2 separate regions of the Gossypium hirsutum genome follow, and region 2 is linked to region 1. Evidence: chromatin contacts called from public Hi-C data. All regions are on one chromosome and are shown on one strand. Each heading gives the region's core, a stretch centred on a gene start, on an enhancer-like site or on the middle of the called end of the contact. The rest is flanking DNA. Distances are from core to core; before and after follow the strand shown. Region 1 holds the start of LOC107922329 (peptidyl-prolyl cis-trans isomerase). Region 2 holds the start of LOC107922242 (CTL-like protein DDB_G0288717).

Region 1 (3,617 bases), core at 993-3,492:
CAACAAAGTCTAAGAAAATTTATCCTTTTTTTTATTTAAATTCAATGATAAAATTGACCATTAATGTTTGTATATTTTGTCAAAATAATTCTAATTGTATTTTTAAGTATTTTTTGACTATCAAACTTGGTTTTTTTTTAATTTATTTTTTCCAACAGATTTAATAAAAATATCATTAAAAATTAACAGGGATAATATAAAATTTCATATGTAGAATATTTTTAAAGATATATAATTTATTATTTAGATAATTCAATAAGATAATTGAGCGTGAAAAATAATAAAATAAGTAAATAATACATTAAATTAAAAAACTCTTAATTTAAAGAAAATAAGCGTAATTATCTAAAAAAATTAACTCTTTAAAAAAATTTCTCAATAAACAAATATATAAAAAATTAAAAGAAAACAAGTATTAAAACCTTGAATTTATTCATTAAATTTATTAGACAAAATAGATTAAAAAAACAAAAATTGATAAAAAAACTCAAAAATGAAAAAAAGAACAATGGTTAATAGTAAAAAAATTTAAAAATACAATTACGACCATACATTAGTATTTAAATTTATTATTGATGGTGAATTTGAATAGGCGGTGCGTTTACCTGCAGTTAGTGTAAAAACAGTGGTGGCGGTAAAATTAGATACTATAACGATACTGTAGCATAAGACAAAAAGTAAACTACCTATCAAACCCACCTTGAGTCAAGCACATTAGTCCGACCAACATCCACACCTCGGGAAAAATCGAAGAACCCCAAGGCCAAGCGGTGGTGGGACGCCACATCTGAAACGAGGCTCTATTTCCATCACAAAACAAATAACCTTGTCTCTCTCCACGTATCACCTGCTTTGATTTTTTGCCTTACAGCTGAGGCTGTGGATCAATCTCCAAGGACCCCATCTCCTTCACAAGTGTCTATGTAACCATAATTATTCAAAACAACCCATGAGATTATTTGGATATTTTGTCTTCATCTTCTTAAGTTTATCTGCAAAAATATCTTTATTTTAAAAATCCATTTCCACAATTGACTAGGTCTAAACAATTTACACCACCGATGACTAAATACCAATGCTTTTGATTACACCGCACGGAGCGGCCAGTGGGTGAGGTTTCTACTGCCGAGAAGAAGCCATTGCCAAAAATTAAAAACACAGGTAGACAGAGATTATTATGATGATGAAAAAGAGTATCTTATTTAATGGTAGTTAATCATAAAAACTACATAAAGCAAGTTCTTGAAAACCACCAAACCCAGTGACGATAAAAACAGCACCATAAAAGAGTCTAAATGACAGACATTAAATATTCTAGACATTAGACAACATCCCAGCTTAACACATAGTTCTCTTTTTCTTCTCTAAGAGAGCTGTCCGCAGTCAGCGACAACAACGGGCTTGGAAGTTCTTCCACTGCTAGACCCAACTTTCTCAATGGCTTTCACCACATCCATGCCTTCAACAACTTGTCCAAACACAACGTGCTTTCCGTCGAGCCACTCAGTCTTAGCCGTGCAAATGAAGAACTGAGATCCGTTAGTTCCCGGTCCAGCGTTAGCCATTGAGAGAATACCGGGACCAGTGTGCTTCTTGATGAAGTTCTCGTCAGCGAACTTTGATCCGTAGATGGATTCACCTCCGGTACCGTTTCCGGCGGTGAAGTCACCTCCTTGGCACATAAAGTTAGGGATCACACGATGGAAAGAAGAGCTTTTGTAGTGGAGGGGCTTACCGCTGCGGCCGACGCCTTTCTCGCCAGTACAGAGGGCACGGAAGTTCTCCGCAGTGCGAGGAGTGCAATCTGCGAAAAGCTCCATCACAATCCGACCAGCGGGCTGACCACCGATCGTCATGTCAAAGAAGACCTTGGGATTTGAGGCCATAGTGATGATACTAAGATTTCTGAGAAGGAGAAGAAGATTTGTGATATTTTCTGCTTCAATGAGTAGGTATAGGGTTTGAACGGAGAGAGAGGAGTTTTTATATAGAAAGGAGAGGGATCTGGACCGTTGAGAGATGGAAACGTGGATTGATCGCGACGGGTAAATATTAACCAGCGTAAGGTATAGGTTCAACTAGAGTTAGTCCATTTGGTAACCGAGGGGCCCTTTGGCTTGGCGGCATATGCTTTTTGTCGGTATTCACGGATTAGTAAAGTAGTAGCTAGTACTGTACGAGTTTAATTTTACTTTTGGTGGGCCTTCTCATTTTTATCACAGTCCATCGAACAAAAACCCTTTCTTTTATACCTATACTATTTTCTCCAAATTTGAGATATTCCTCTCTATATTTTATTTCTCAGATGTCAAAATTAAATTCTAAAATTTTAAATCGCATACGCTTTTTTTCTTAAATGTATTTTTACAATTAAAATAATTTATAATTTTAAAATTTTTAAGGGATTGAAATAATAATTTTTTTTTATTTTAAGAGAGTCTGGGCACTTACTAGTCCTCTTGGCACCGTCCATGTTATGTAAATTTGATTTTTGCTAATTTATTACATATGACTGCTAACTTCTATTAGCTGTTTGCATATAAATTATTAAATTACTTATCTATAGGTCGATAATGATTAACAATATTATCTAATTGGCCTAAGTTTTAGTAGATTAGATTATGAATTTTTTTTATAAAATAAAAGGATAAATTTATAATTAATATTCTTAGGTCAGTAGAAAAATAAAATGAAATTTATTAACATTATATTTAAATTTAAAATTTAAAATTTTAATTTTTAATCATTTGTATTATGTTTATGTTTTATATCAATAAAAAAACCATAGCATACATGATCCAAATGTGGAGTGTATTTAAGAAAAAAAAGCTAAGAGAAAACTAAGAAAATGGGGTTGTAGACTTGTAGTTGAGGCAGCAATCCCGCAGGTTTACTAATAATAAAAAAATTCACAAGGTATGAGATGAGATGCGGGGCAGCGGGAGGCCACTTTTCCGCTTATTTTCCTTTCTTTGTTTTTTTAAATGATGCGGCTTATTTTCATAAATAATAAGTTAAAACTCAAAAAGACTGATTTAGACTTTAGAGAGAGAGAGCGACACTGCTTCAGACATGGAGCATGCTAGGTAGGTACAAATCTAGTCCTTTTCAGTTCTTTAATTTTTAAAATAAGTAAATTGATCATTAAATTTAATCTTTATTAAATTTAAAAGTAATAATTAATCACGGCCTTTCATTAATTATATATAATTTTAATTAGTATGATAATAAATTTAACTTTTAATATTTACATATATTTTTTTATATTGACTTTAATTCTAAAATACTTAATAAATTTAACATCAATATTTACGCAATTACACAAATATGGTGAGATGAATTTATGAAATTAAGATTAAATTGATAAATTTTATAAATTTGTGGATTACATTTATTATTAAACCAATTAAAATTATGTTCTATGGTTCAATTTATTCTAGTAATAGCGGACCCCCTGCCTCACAAAGCTTATTTTAGCATCTCGTGTCTGCAAAAAAAAAAAAGCATATATTATTATAATATTGCAGTTAGCTTCTCGATGAAACCTATGGTGTCCCTCCAACCACCCTTTATGCTCTGCTCTGCTGCTTTTGCTTGGGAAAGGGCGTTAGCATAAA
Region 2 (3,801 bases), core at 446-2,945, 880 kb before region 1:
GATTGTGATCTTCCATACTCAAGTACAAATACTATACTCATATACATCATGCAGCTATCAACCATACTAAAATCGATGTTATCAACTATGTGCCATTACAATTATCCTAAGCTTTATCACCAAGATCATAATCTTTGATAATTAATCTATTTAAACAGTCAGGTATTCATAATGTAAGCATGCATCCAAAGTTCAAAGCAGCCACTCAGAAACACAAAAATATAAGTTCCAATTCAAGCTTAGTTTGAACTACCCTCACAAAGAAGCACAAATCATCTATAATAATATATTGAAATGCAAAGATCTTTATTCAGAAAAGCTAAAAACAGTAGCAAGTTACCTCAAAGATCTCCTTATGCTCCGGTGAGGTTTCGTATCATCTTTGGAGAAGTACCACTGAGCAATGGTGCCACTGGTAACATAAACCTGAGCTTCCACCATACTGGTCAAGGACCACAACATTGTCAAAATAGCCAATGTAAAATAAGCAGGCACCCAGCTATCTTGTTTCCAAACACAAGTATACTCCCCATTCGATTCTTTAGCCACAATTTTCCCATTAAACCTAGAAAACACCAAGAACACAACAATTGACGCATAATAAGCCAACAATCCAACGGTCAACAACGGTATCACCAAAAACAACCCTAAATTCCTCGAAAGCGCATCGGAAGCAACCCCGATAATCCTCACAGTCAACTCGATCCGATGCCAATTAGCCACAATGATCCAAACAATAACCCCAACTATTAACAAAATGAAAATAAGCACCAGAATTCTATAGACCAAAGGGAAAGCATCACTACAAGAAGAGCTCAAGGTACAAGCAACGAACCAATAAACATCAAAGAAAACCGGCATGATTATAAAGAAAGGAAGCAAGACATAAACGATCTGCTTGGTGTAGTGTTTGAGTAATAAAAGCAAAAGCAAACATATGGGTACACTTAAAACTGAAGTTATCACAAGGGTCCATACTAAATACGTCCAAAGACTGGAACTTGACAACGCAAAAAATGAAGTTTCAGAGACCCATAATTGACTTGATAAAAAGGAAGTATCTTGAACGCACGAAGTGGAATTGGAATCGTAGGTGAAGGCCGAAACGTTGGAGTAGTTGCCGTTTCGATGGAAGATTGAGAAAATACCGAAAGCGAAAGTGCAGAGGACGAAGAGAAGGAAGAGGATGAGGAAAGGGAGGTCTTTGAAAGGTCTGGGCCCGTAATTGAAAGAGATCTGGAGGGACTGAGTTGGGTCGGATTCGGAGGGGCCGGATTGAGGTGGTTCTTCGATTGGAGGAGATGGGTAGGCAGAGCCGGTGGTGGGTTTGAAGAGGAGAGGTTCGGTGGAGGAAGCGGCGTCGTATAGAGATGTGGGTTTGGAAGTGGTGGTATCTTCTTCCGTGCTGCCCATCGCAGCGACGAATCAAGGGACGGAGAAAACAAAACAACCGTGGGGAGAGACGTTTTATCTGATTAGCAAGAAGAAATTTTAGGACTTTGGCTTTCAATAATTATTGTTTTGTTCGTTTTAGTACTTTTTGGGGGGATTTATTTAATTTTAAATTTATTTGGGGGTTTTTGTTTGACTGTTTGTTCATGGAATGGAAGCCGAATTACTAAACTGAGAGCTGGAGAAGAAGATGAGTGGGTTTGGACCGTTTGGTCGTGGTGGAACGGAACTGTTGAAGTGCCACGTGGAACTATTCATTACTAAAATAAATATGAGATAAGTCCATTATTTTCGGGTGAACTATTACTTAAAAATGTCAAAGAAATATAGTTTTTTTTAAATAATTATAATTAAATTTCAATAATATATTTTTAATTATTAGAAAAACACTAAGTGAATTTAACAAGTGTACATAATGAAGTAGTTGGAGTTGATGACCACGATTCATGGTATCAAAAAGCAACAACAAAGGCGTTCAATCCATTTTTGTTTTTTCATCTTGTTAATTTTAGTATTAAAGTGGTAATTTATGACAGATTTTGTCACTCTTAGATCAATCCTTTTTTTCTTGTGATCTAAGGGAAAGATTATACCTACTTGGTGATTTACCATAACATAAAATTATCTTTACTTAATACATTATCAAATATATTATATTTTTTATTTCATTTATTTAACTCAAATATAAAATCTTATTATTTAAAGTATGAAAAATATTATTACACAAAATGTTATATTTTCTCAACTAAAAGTAGTACGACAAAATGTTATAGAGTAGACATGCTAAATTTTCTCAACTAATAATAATTAAGTTATCATTATCGGTTGTAAAGAATATAGTTTTATATATATTTGATTCTCTAATTTTATAAAAAAAATTATTTTAGTATTTTATTTAATTTTGACCTAATTGCATAAAATACCCTCAACGTTTATAGATTTTTAGGTTTGGGCCCTTAATCCCTTTTTTTATTGACATCCTCAATATTACGATTTTTTAAAAATTAGTCTAATTTTAACGGTAAACGTGAGTTAACCGTCAATCAAATGACAAGTTAACGAAATAACCTATGTGTCATGTCACATTAGCACAATGTTATAGATGACATCATCAAAACAATTTTCTTTCCCATATTCTTTCTTTCTCTCTTCCCTTCTCATTGTTGCTCCAATAAAACATTTTTTTCTCAACGTTTTCCCAAATTTTCTCTCTTTCCAAACACCCAAATTCAAATTGAAAATACATATTTCAAAAAATAAAGAATAGAAATTAATAAATTACAAAAGATGATTAAACTCACACAAAATTATTTTTGAAACAAACAAAGAAATGGCAGACTCAATCTTAAAAAAATGAAAAAGGAAACATTAACGTTGAAGTAGTAGAACAAGAAAAGTTTCATTGTCTTTCTCTGTTCAGTCTCTGTGATTAACTTGTGAGCTAACTGAATTTAACTCAAGAGAGAAAAAGAATGAATCAGGAAGCGTTTATTTATAGCTTCATTGCTCGAGGAACAACGATCTTGGCTGAATACACTGAGTTCACTAGGAATTTCCCAGCAATCGCAGCTTAGTGTTTGCAGAAACTCACTTCTTCCAACAACAAGTTTACTTACAATTGTGATCACCATTCCTTTAATTTTCTTGATGAAGATGATTATGGTAATTCCCAGAACTTTGATCTTTTTCTTTCTTTCTCTGTTTTTTTTCCAGAAACAAATAGGATTGTGGAAGGTTTAAAAGCTGAATTTTGGAGGTTAAAGTTGATAGATCTAGCTCAATTAGTATAAAATGGGATGTGGAATTTGCTGAATTTTTGTTAAAACACTAGAAAGTTAGCTTCTTTTTGTTGTAGGGATTCGTTTTATTCCATTTGGCTGGTGAGAAACTGAAGAAAATGGTGGTGTGCATATAAATATAAATATATATGTATCTATATTATGTTTTAATGGATTTCATTAGTTTGCATGCTCTTTTGGATGTTTGTTATATGCCATTTTATTAATAAAGATGTGTTGATTAGAAAAAAAAACTAATAACTCATGGAGGCGTTGAGAAAATCTGGAAAGAGAGAAAAACACTAAAGATGTGTTTGGAAAGAGACAAAATCTGGGAAAGCGTTGAAAAAACATGTTTTATTGTAACAACAGTTAAAGGGGAAGAGAGAAAGAAAGAAAATGAAAAAAAATGAAAAAAAAATTGTTTTGAAGACATCATCTATGACATTGTGCTTATGTGGCATACTACATAGGCTATGTCAAAAAAAATCGTAACATTGAAGGTGCCAATTAAAAAAGGTTAAGGGCTCAAACCCAAAAACCCATAAACGTTGAGGGCATTTTATGCAAT

The links. A called contact is a pair of places that touch in the nucleus more often than the background predicts.
Region 2: a Hi-C map of leaf shows a contact between it and region 1, with 2.4 times the contacts expected there. The contact joins the promoter of LOC107922242 here to the promoter of LOC107922329 in region 1. A contact is called at or near these places in 2 of 34 Hi-C or Micro-C datasets (both in leaf).

What each region holds. Positions count from the first base shown.
Region 1 is chrD01:53,986,475-53,990,091 of Gossypium_hirsutum_v2.1, reverse strand. It overlaps LOC107922329 (peptidyl-prolyl cis-trans isomerase), which reads right to left and starts at 2,242. Exons shown (of 1, transcript XM_016852317.2): 1 at 1,182-2,242. The coding sequence starts at 1,886. The coding sequence ends at 1,365.
Region 2 is chrD01:54,862,706-54,866,506 of Gossypium_hirsutum_v2.1, reverse strand. It overlaps LOC107922242 (CTL-like protein DDB_G0288717), which reads right to left and starts at 1,695. Exons shown (of 3, transcript XM_016852162.2): 1 at 341-1,695. The coding sequence starts at 1,413.